2 separate regions of the Hordeum vulgare genome follow, and region 2 is linked to region 1. The links are chromatin contacts, called in public Hi-C maps. All regions are on one chromosome and are shown on one strand. Each heading gives the region's core, a stretch centred on a gene start, on an enhancer-like site or on the middle of the called end of the contact. The rest is flanking DNA. Distances are from core to core; before and after follow the strand shown.

Region 1 (5,779 bases), core at 1,029-3,528:
AGCCTAGACCAACTTGTTTGGGACAAAGTTTTTTTTTTTTTTTTGAACACGGCTTTGTTGTTGTTGTTGACTAAGTAATTGTAATAGACCAAAGACTAAAAGTGAATTTGTCATGAAACTGGAAGTTGATAACAAATTAGTGAATTAGAGCTCAGATCAAACTTTCTGTATGCTCTGATGGCAAATATCTCTCTCTGAATTTTTTCTCTTAGTCCGCACTACAAGTTTTTCCTTTAAAATAAGAAGGAAAAATGACTAGAAAATTAGAAGCAGAAAGAAACTACCGAGTAAATTTGCTGTGAATACAAAGGCAGGCTATGGAATAAAAACTGAAAACTAGAGTTGATACTAGACAGATAAAGGGCCATTAGTGTTATCTGATCACTCTGATCGCAAATGTAGGCCGTTACATAAACTTGACCAGATAACGTTGAAAAGTAGAGTTGATACGTTTGAATCAAAGGCCCATTAGAATTACGAAGTATAAAGGTTCTATGCTTGCTTAACTCATAGAAAGAAATCTGCTGCAAAAACGAGACAGGCTATGGAATCAAAACAGAAAACTAGAGTTGATACTAGACAGATAAAGGGCCATCAGTGTTGTCTGATCACTCTGATCGCAAATGTGTAGGTCATTACATAAACTTGACCAGATAACATTAAAAACTAGGGTATGATACATTTGAATCAAAGGTCCATTAGAATTAGGAAACATAAATATTTTATGCTTGCGTAACTCATAGAAACAAAGTCGTATAAGAAAACTCACATAAGTTGTTTCAGTAATTGATTTGCTCTGGTTTTCTCCTCTGGCCCGCCACACATTGAAACAATTTCGTTGAACTCTGAGTTAACCGCTTCACATATGATACATTTCTTTCCGTCCACTGCTTTCCCCAGCTCAACAAATATTGGAGATTGGAGCTCGGATTGCGCCTACAAAAAGTATGAGTACAATACATGGCATTAAGTTTGACACAAGATTTACAGCTCTTGTTGGCAACATAGTCCTCTACTTTGTTTTCTAGAAAACAGGTTTCACTGATGGTAATGGATAATATGTTCTTCTGAATTTTGATTTATCATGTTTTGTGGACTATATAAACATTTTTTGTAGAACTTTGGCAACATGTAAATATTGTCGACATTTACAGTCAAGATTTATCAAACAACATTAGAAACCTGGAAGTCAATTAACTAGATGAACTAGATTATTTATGAACACACTCTTGTAGGTTGAATATGAAATATTTCCAAAGCACCTGATCCATGACGAACTTGTAGTTGCACTTGAACCTGGCCCTGGTCTCCGTCTCCGGTGCACCCATCAGCCTCCCCACCCCACCATTGCTGATACCTGATACTATCGCAATGAGGGCCGTCGTGTCTAGATTCACCATCTCCATGGAGTTCATCCTCATCTTCCCTAAGAAGTCAGCAAACCAACCCTCCAATTGGTCACCGATCCCCTCCTCCACGTCCCGGTGCGGTGGCGGTAACAACACTTCACCGCCACCATCCACCACTTCAATCTCGAACGCCCTAAAGCCCCTCATCTCCTCATTGGGGCGGAAGCTGACGCTAACCCAGCCGTCCTCCTCCTTGTCGTCCTCGGAATCGACAACAAATTCCGCTAGCAAGTCGACCTCGACGGCCCCGAACCCGTCGGCGAGCCCCAACACGATGTCCGCGCCGACGCCACGGGAGAAGGCGAGCAGCAGCTTCTCCGGGCGGGTTGCTGGCGGAGCGGAGCGCGCGGCATCCAGCACGGCCGCGACGCGGGAGCTGAGGCCCTTGCACGGGACCCACTGGAATCCCGAAGGGTTGCGCGCGGAGAGGAGCACCCACGCGGGGCGGGAGCGGAAGGCGCAGGCAAAGTCCACGCCCGGGAGGGGCGAGAGGCGAGATGGCGAGCGCACAGCGGGGTGGGTGAGGAGGAGGTGGAGCGCCCCGAGGTGTGGCAGGTTGGAGGAGAGTGGCCTGGCGGGGTCAGGGTGGTTACACGAGGCGAGGAAGCGCAGCTCGGCGGCGACGAGGCGGAGGAGGGAGCGGAGTGCGGGGTGGCGCGGAAGGGACGGCGACGCGGCGAGGCGGTCGTGAAGCGCGCGGCACTGCGCCCGCGCGAGCTCCAGCTCGGTGTGGCAGGCGGCGGCGGGAGGCTCGGCCATTGTCGCCGCTCTGCTCTGCTCCATGAAGCAGGAGCCGGCCAGATTCGTGGGGAAGAACCAGGCGTGGGTCGAGGTGTGCCGGCCCAGTTGCGGGGAAGTCCTTGGACCTAGTTGCCGACCGGCCCAAAAGAGGCGTCCGTTCTGGCGTATAAGAAGGCCAGAAATGTAACCGTTGGGCTCGGGTCATTTTGAACCGCACCGTGGCATTTGGTCTCTTTCGGCCGCCTCCCCCTTCTCTTCTCCAATTTCCCACCCCCAAACGACGAACTCCCGCCGCCGCCGGCCGCTCCCACGGCGAGCTAGCCCGCCCGAATTGCCGTACCTCGCCAGATCCGAGACCGCACGGGCTTCCGGACCTCGGTTCGCCGGTACGTTTCTCTAGATCTACACCCTCTCCTTGGTCTCGCACATGCCGATTTGGTGCCGCCACTATCGATGTGTGCTTCGTCTCGTCGATTCCGTGTGTCCCGTCGTTTCTGTTTCTCGCGTTCTGCGGGGTGGTGTGTTTTGCATCCGAGCGCCCATGCCTTGTGGTGGCCGGAGTCGCGCGGGTGATTCGTCCGGCCACTGGTCAGGCTATGCTGTGACGAGCCGTGGAGAAGCGCCTAGGGTTTGTGGTATTTGTCAGATTCCTTTTAAAATTGGAATGCTATGCTAATTTTCCCTGTCTAACTTTTGAATCTTACTTTGGGGGAGCGACAGGTAGTTGTTGATATTATTATTTTCTCTTGATTCAGCTCTGGTCGTTCGTCTGGTGATGTATTTCTCTGATATTTCGTAGTGGATATGCACAGATTTTCTGTCCTGTGGTTAACTTCGTAAACCATCCCCAAATTTGGCACCAATAGAACTTCTACCTGCAATTATCATATTTGGTGGGTGTTAACCACGAGTTTGGAACCTCTCAGGCTAGAACTACTTGCCAAAATGCGTGCAAGGTTTGGCTCACCCCACAGACCACAGAAGGGGAAGTTTAGGGTTCCCCTCCTTTTATTTCTTTCCGCAGCCGCCGCCTCTGTTCTCTGTCACTCCATAGTCTCATCTCTCTTCTTTCATATCCTCTCTTCTTCAGAGTTCCCTGTTAAGCTGACAGCAAAACCAAACCCAAGCTCATTAAAAAAAACTGAAGTTTCTGTTAGAACTTATACCAAACCCCAAGTCCCTCCTCTCCCATCCTTGCTGCAGTTGGGGCTAGCATAATTTGGTGGTAGTTTACATTTCAGATATATTTACACAAGCAGAGACTTTGCATCTGCAATTCTGTATTTTTGATTGTAAAAGATGGTTTGTTTTGGAGCCATGAGGACTAGATTGGTATGTGACCAGTATTTAGTAAACCTGGGAGATACTATGACTAAAGAGGTTGATATGGCTATTTTGCTATGCTTTCTTAGTGCCAGGCTGTACTTTTTGCCTGCAGCTTACCGATGTACTTGTATGCAAGCCCCATTTGTGCCCTATTTGATTTCGAACACATTACTGTAAGAAAGATGTCTGACACATGATTAGCTTATTATTGTAGTGCTTGGAGCTGAGAATGGTTGAGGGGAAAAGTGTTCAAGTTGACCTTGAGAAAGGACTTAATCAAATGCCTAATGATAGTAATCCAACTAGCCCTGCAACCATTCAGAAGATGAAACCTGATATGGAAGATTCTGGGAGCAAAATTGAATCACCAACTCTGGAGAAGCTTGAGTCTGGAAGGGAGGAGATTGTTGTCAGCTCATTGGCAACTAATTTACTTTCGGAGAGGTACAAGGACAGATTAGCTGAGAAGCTGTTGGGAAATGAGGATGAAACAGACGATGAAGATGATAATGACATTGCTTTGCCTGATGGCAGCCAATCTCCAGCTTCAAATGAACTTCTTGAGAAGTGAGCATTTTTCATTTTTCATCTCATGTATCATGTATCCTTTTGCTGCCTAGCCTTGATTGTCCATCGTTCTTTCTTCTAACAATGTCAGGCACAAGAATTTGCTTAATCTTTTCAACCGGATGGAGAGTTCTATAAGGTTGCTGTGCCTGAGGAAGAAGATGCCTACATTTACGAACATTGCAACCCAGGTGGAAGTACTAACGAAGAGGTATTAATGACAATGACAAATGTATGTCTGTAAAATCATTATCCATATATTGGAGTCTGATGACGATTTTCATTCATTGCAGAAAGTTCTTGTACTCTCATTTGGCCCAGATGAAGCATTTATTCCCAGAAGCAATCCAGATAAATAGGATACTCTTGCATGATCAGAAAAGCCTATGCATGTATGCTGACATGGAAATTACACTTCTAAACGACGTTGTGGAATGTAATAATCCTCAAGAGTCTCCAGCGATGGCAATTTGTGAGGCTTTTCGCTCAAAGCTTTTGTGCTTCTTGGGATCTCATCATAAGGTACTAAACTTAGTTCAACTGCTAGTTTTCCTTTGTTTTTCTGTATGACATGTCCTGTAACTTGCTTGGAGCACCTCTGAACACAGTTCCTTATTTTCCATCTTTAATAGTTTCGCTGTATGACATGTCCTGTAACTTGCTTGAAGCACCTCTGAACACAGTTCCTTATTTTCCATCTTTAATAGTTTTCGCTGTATGACATGTCATGTTGGAGCACCCACCCCCCATGCCTCTCAACTCTAGTTCCTTATTTTCCATCTCTAATAACCCTTTTTTTATGGTCATGATAATTATCTTAGCATTCTTGTTGGATTTTTTATGTATGCAGGGTATAGATGTTCCTGAGGCCACATTACCAGAACCCTTTAATTCAAGGGAGGAGCTATATCTTGATGCACTGCATAATGACAACTCTGTTGATGGAGTTCTTGAATTTTCCTCTGAAAATGGATTTTCAAATGCTTCTCACTTCCCACAATCTTTTCAAAAACTCATGTCCCAGAAGAGTATTGCTAAAGTTACTGAGAAGACTCGACTACTTTCTGATCCAGTAGAAGTGACCTCCCTGGGTGCTGATGATACAGGAGGTCCAGATAGAAGCTCTAACAAGCATGTCTCGGTTCCACTCAATACCAATATTTCTGATACTCCAAACCGCCATTCGATCTCTTTCTGTGAAAACAGTACACCAAAGCAAGGCATCTCAAATTCACCTTCGATGGCCGAAACGCCGGCAATGCAGACACCAAAAAGGCCATTGCCCACTCCAGTTGCGAAACATGAAACCTCAAGTAGACATGGCTCTGAAGCACGATCTAACAATTCAGCTCGCAGATCACTAATAATGTTCTCACCATCAAAGTTTAATGAAAGCCCTTCTGCCACTGATGCTGACACATCAAAACTTGACAAGGATGGGGTGTCCTCTATCACAGAACCTGAGGTTACAACTGGAAAATGCCTTTTCCCAGAAGAAACAGTTACTTTTACTGACCTATTGTTGGTATGTGACTTGATTCTTATGCTTGGATATGTATTTTTGCATATGGGTTAATGCACACTGGAAGATGAATTTCTTAAATGCCATCAGGAATTGCATAACTACATAGCAGATATGTTTGCTGCATTCTCATTCATTTAAAATTTTGACTGTGCAATGCATCATATATGTCATTTTGTTCTCATAAGCATGATTGTTGTATAAGTTGCATCGA
Region 2 (5,825 bases), core at 3,103-5,602, 280 kb after region 1:
TTTTATAAAAGGGAGAAACATTATGGATGGGATTTTGGCTTTGCATGAGATTCTAAACCATACTCATGTGAGTAAAAAAGTTGGCATTGTGCTGAAACTTGACTTTGAGAAAGCTTATGACAAAGTTAACTGGGACTTCCTTTTGGAATGTCATAGCATGAGAGGCTTTAGTGAAACTTGGTGTGGTTGGATTAAAAAAATCTTGTACGATGGTACTGTCAGCATTAAGATTAACAATTGCGTGGGGCCTTATTTCCAGAGCGCAAAAGGGGTGCGGGAGGGTGACCCGCATTCCCCATTTCTTTTTAATCTCGCTGCGGAATGCCTTGCGAAGATGATTAAGAATGCTCGGCGGAACAAGCTTATTGTTGGTCTTGCGGCAGATCTTATTCCTGATGGTATTGCTGTGCTGCAATACGCTGATGATACAATTATTTGTATTGAGCATGATGTAGATAAAGCAGTCAACCTGAAGTTGCTGCTTTATATTTTCGAGATGATGCCTGGCCTTAAGGTCAATTATCAGAAAAAGCGAGATTTTTACTGTTGGAGGGGATGACAATGTGGTTAAAACCTATACTGATCTGTTTAATTGTGATATTGGTAAGTTCCCTATCAAGTACCTTGGGATGCCTGTTAGTTATACCGCATTGAAGAACTCTGATTGGGACTTTATTGTGGAAAAATATATGAAGTGGTTTGAGGCCTGGATTGGCAATGCTGCTTCCATGGGGGGTAGACTGACTCTCATGGATTCTGTTATCACCCAGATCTCCATTTATCACATGTCTATGTGGCTTATGAATAATTCATTCATAGAAAAGCTGGATAAACACAGACGTAGGTTTTTCTGGCAAGGCAACAATAAAGAGAGGAGATATCATATGGTTAAATGGCGTAGGGTATGTAGATCCAAGCAGAAAGGGGGGCTAGGAGTTAAAGACCTTCGTAATCAAAATATTAGCTTGGTGGTGAAGTGGTGGTGGAAGTTGGAGACGAAGAAGGGTGTCTGGCAAGATATTATCAAAGCTAGATATCTCAGAAACAAAAATGTGGCAACTGTTAAGCCCAGATTCTCTGACTCACCCTGTTGGAAATCTATTCTTAAGGTCAAAGAGTTTTACTTGGCAGGGAGAAAAGTTAATATTGAATCTGGGAATATTGCCAGGATTTGGCATGACTCTGTTGTGGGGCTTCTTCCTTTCAAAGATCAATTCCCTATGCTTTTTGATATTTGCAATGATCCAGAGTGTACGGTGGATAGGTTATGCCAGGTTGACGATTACTCCTTTTTCAGGAGAAGGTTAAACCCTGAACTTAGAGATCAATGGAGAGAGATGCATAGAATTATCTCTCGGATTGTGCTGACCAGGGTTGGTGACAAAATATCCTGGGGTCTGACTGAGAATGGGAAGTTCAGCACTAAGACCATGTATAAGTGGTTAGAGAAACCACTACATGGGTGTCATTATAGATGGATTTGGAAAGCGAAATTGCCTTTGAAGATTAAATTTTTTATGTGGCACATGTCTCAAGATGCGGTGTTGACTAGAGATGTGATGAAAAGGAAAAATTGGCCTGGGAATCCTAGTTGTTCTTTCTGTCGTCAAAAGGAAACTTCGCAACACCTTTTCTTTACATGCCCTGTTGCTAGGGTTGTGTGAAGATCGGTTGGGGTCACCTTGGGGACTGACAGTTGCCCCAATTCTTACTGGCAATACTATTCCTGGTGTAATGCTTTCTTGCCTGCTGGTGGAAAATATTACACGGTGGGGCTTGCGGCTGTATGCTGGGCTCTTTGGTTGGCTAGGAACAGGGCTATTTTTGAAAATAAATTGATCAAAACTCCCTTTGAGATTATATTTTCAATGTGTTCGTTCCTTCTATATTGGGCAGGCTTGCAGCAGGAGAATGATGCAGGAGAGCTTCGTTCTGGTGCGGAGTTGGTGAGGACTAATACCATGCAGTTAATGAAGCTCTGTGAGGCAGCGAGGCACGGGATCGCAGGAGGATGAACGCGCTGTTCTTTGATGATCTGTGGGAGATATCCAGCTAGATGTTAGTCCTTATGTGTGGTTAAGACTTGTGCGCGTGGTTATGCTGTGTTAGAAAATACTTTGTCTGCTCTGTTTGATTGTTGACTTTTATACTATGGCACTCGGTTCGATGACGAGCGACTGTTCCATAGATGAAAGCTGGCAGTCTGCGAGAGCTTGCTGTCGTACCCAGTACTCTTTTCTTTTTTTCTATTGGCAACTTTGTGGTACTGCTGTATTTCCGTTCGAAGTAATGAAAAGGGGTGTTATACTCGGCTCAAAAAAAAATTTGGACTGGATCATACAAACAGTCTAGGGAATCCATCTTCAAATCTGGGCGTTCATTCTACTTGCGTACCATATTTGTCGAAGAAACAATATCATGCAGTACTATTTTTAGTGAAGAAAATACAGTCCGACCGGTCCATTCAAACCGTTTTTTTTATATAATCAAAATTTCTTCCATTTTGCTGAGAATACCAGGGATGTCATTTCTGTACGAGACTTCATGCAAGAATGGCCATGTTTGGATACACTAGCCTCGCTAGAGGTTATAGTTAGTTTCTAACTCTGGACTAACTCTGAACTAGCTCTAGCCTTTGGTGGTGTTTGGATGATAGAGTTAGTTTGACAACAAATATACTTTTTTAATCTTTTAACTCTTTTAACCAGGATCTGTTGTGGCCGGCTTTTGTGTGGCCTCCTTCCTCTCACAAATGATATTAAAATCATCTTTGCAAATCAAATATCCAAAATATGATAAATTTTATTTTGTCCATACAAATAAGACGTCCCACTTAAACATACAAGTCATCAATCAGGCTTAACAAAATAAAACTACACTCCACTTAAACATAAAAGTCATCAATCAGGCTTAACAAAAATCGATCCAGATTTTCAAAGACACACACAGAGAGAGAAGCGTAGGTCTTTGCATACAGAAAAAATAAATCATACAAAGGTCACATGTAGCTCGTAATCTTCGCCTGGATGCGGCCCAAATCGAACTGAACGAGGCTACAATGCTCGCTTGTTTCCTCGGATTATCCCGAGTGAATCTGCAGATGCCAAATGCTGATGCAAGTAAAACCGCTGGTACGTGCTCTGCTCACCTAGTATGAACGGCATGGTCTTGAAGCCACCCTGCTGCTTCCTCCTCTTCCGGTTCCCATCTCCGTCCCTGCCTACCGATGCGGTCGCCATGGCACGACAAGCGTCGAAGCTGTCTCCGTCCATCGCAGAGTGGGAGGCGGGACAGGGCCGGCGGTGGGAGGCGGGACCGGGGACCGGGGCCGGCGGTGGCACGCGACGGGACCGGCAGTGACAGGCGGGGCGAGCGTGGCCGGCGGTGGCTGTCGCGGGCTGGTGGGGGCGTCGGCAGGCGGTTACGGGGGCGACGTCGGCAGGCGGTGGCCGGGGCGGCGTCGGCAGGCGGTGGCCGGGGCGGCGTCGGTAGGCGGTGGCGGGGCGGCGTCGGCAGGCGGTGGCGAGCGCGGCGGCAGGCGGTGGCACGCGACGGGGCCGACAGTGACAGGCGGGGCGAGCGTGGCCGGCGGTGGCTGTCGCGGGCTGGTGGGGGCATCGGCAGGCGATGGCGGGGGCGGCGTCGTCAGGCGGTGGCGAGCGCGACGGCAGGCGGTGGCACGCGACGGGGCCGACAGTGACAGGCGGGGCGAGCGTGGCCGGCGGTGGCTGTTGCGGGCTGGTGGGGGCGTCGGCAGGCGATGGCGGGGGCGGCGTCGTCAGGCGGTGGCGAGCGCGGTCGGCTGGCGCGAGCGCGGCGAGCAGCGGCCGGCTGGGGCGAGCGAACGAGTAGCGGCCGGCTGGGGCCAGAGCGGTGGATGCGGGAGGATGGGGATTTTTTTTTACTGGTATACCCCAACTAGCTCCAATTAGCACATCTTCTCAGGGATAGTTTTTTTGTGGGTTAGTTTTCATCTAATCCAAACTAGCACAGATGTTTGGATATTTTAAGGGTTAGTTCAGCTCCAACTAGCACCAACTAGCTCTAGGAGTGGGATCCAAACAGGGCCAATACAATGGTCGGCCATGTTTGATATCCCAAAATTTATGACTTTTTTTATCTTTTCCCAGTATTTTTTTTATTTTAGAATTCAGAGAGATACACAGGACGCAGAGCACACGAGAACTCTGTAACTCCTAATCCGTGTCCTTCCTCTTGACTGAAAGTGTGTACATGCGCATGGACAGGCTGAGAGTTCAGCTAGCAGGGACCCATCAAAACCTACTCGCTTAGCCCGCGGGCGGCTATATAAGCTTGCGCCCACACACAGCACAGCCGCACAGCAGCACAGCACTAGGACAAAGTGAACCAAGCATGGCTACTCCTACTCGTCCCGTGTCCTACGCGCTCCTCCTCGTGCTCACGACCCTTCCCCTAGCCCTGGCCACCAGCTTCCCACACCGCGCTCTACTCCAGACATGCCAGCCAAGCGGCACCATCGCCGGCGAGTCCGGCAGCTGCAGCACGGAGAACGACTCCGAGTGCTGCGAAGACGGGCGGCGCTACAGAACCTTCGCGTGCTCCCCGCGCGTCACGGGGAGGACCCGCGCCTCGCTCACGCTCAACAGCTTCGCCGACGGCGGGGACGGCGGAGGGAGGTCCGAGTGCGACGAGAGGTTCCACCCAGACTCCCAGTTGGTCGTCGCGCTGTCGACGGGGTGGTTCTCCGGTGGGGGGCGGTGCGGGAAGCGCGTCGTGATCCGGGCCGCCAACGGGAGGTCCGCCACGGCCACGGTGGTGGACGAGTGCGACTCGAAGCACGGCTGCGACGAGGAGCACAACTTCGAGCCCCCGTGCGCGAACAACGTCGTCGACGGGTCGCCGGCGGTGTGGAAGGCGCTCGGGCTCGACACGGACGATGGGGTGGTGCCGGTCACGTGGTCCGACGCGTGACCTAGGTACCACCGTACACGAGCTACCAAACGCGGCACGCGCACTCGGATCAGTGCTATGTATCACTGTCGTCCGTGCATTTCAATTTCATCACGTATTAGTAGGCCGGGATAAATAAGCATGCGCATGCATGCATGCAACTGCTTAAGGCCCTGTTGGAACCATCCAGATTATATAATCTGGTTTTTATAATCTATTGTATTTTTAAATAGGACAGTTTATATTGTAGATTTTATAAACTAGATGACCAGATTATTATAATCTCATAATCTCCTCTACCCAGCTAAAATGAGATTATGGATTACAAATGACGTGATATCCTTGTAAACTTCAAGAGAATTATGCATTGCCACCGCTACTTTCCTATTTTTCTTTGTAATTTGAGGGCAAACATGTCATTGTACAATTTAAAAGCTGGTTTACAGTTTATATAATCTGGCGTCCAAACATGCCCACCTGGATTATTTTTATAAACCAGATTATATAATCTATGTTCATAATTCAGATTATTATAATCTATTATGGTTCCAAACAGGGCTTAAATTATGCAGATCGATATATATAATGTTGTTGCTGTTCATTCAGATTTTGGCCAGCCGTACAACAATTCGATAGTTTCGCCATTTTTTTTACTGGGTGAAGGGGGTTTCATTTCACGTTGATAGTGTTACAACTGAGAGGCAAGAGATTCGCAATACAATGGGTCCTCTATGCAGCTAGACTGTTGTAGTACGCTCTTTTTTTAGGCGAAAGTCATATGGCACACTTTATTAACTCATATCACGGTTACATCCTCCACAATGTCTGGTAGCAAAAAATACTGGAAGGATGGCCATCCCAAACAAAACTAGAGTTCGAACTAATACTATTGG

Evidence for each region. Hi-C and Micro-C count contacts between places; a contact is called where the count stands out from the background.
Region 2: a contact with region 1 is called in a Hi-C map of leaf, with 6 times the contacts expected there. The contact joins the promoter of LOC123410030 here to the promoter of LOC123432511 in region 1.

The regions. Positions count from the first base shown.
Region 1 is chr1H:306,133,776-306,139,554 of MorexV3_pseudomolecules_assembly, forward strand. LOC123432511 (CDT1-like protein a, chloroplastic) reads left to right here and starts at 2,279. Exons shown (of 8, transcript XM_045115397.1): 1 at 2,279-2,536; 2 at 3,691-4,043; 3 at 4,135-4,254; 4 at 4,337-4,565; 5 at 4,894-5,568. The coding sequence starts at 3,706. It overlaps LOC123432537 (UPF0415 protein C7orf25 homolog), which reads right to left and starts at 2,168. Exons shown (of 3, transcript XM_045115398.1): 1 at 1,263-2,168; 2 at 770-936. The coding sequence starts at 2,168.
Region 2 is chr1H:306,413,784-306,419,608 of MorexV3_pseudomolecules_assembly, forward strand. It overlaps LOC123410030 (kiwellin-1-like), which reads left to right and starts at 4,353. Exons shown (of 1, transcript XM_045102908.1): 1 at 4,353-5,162. The coding sequence starts at 4,375. The coding sequence ends at 4,953.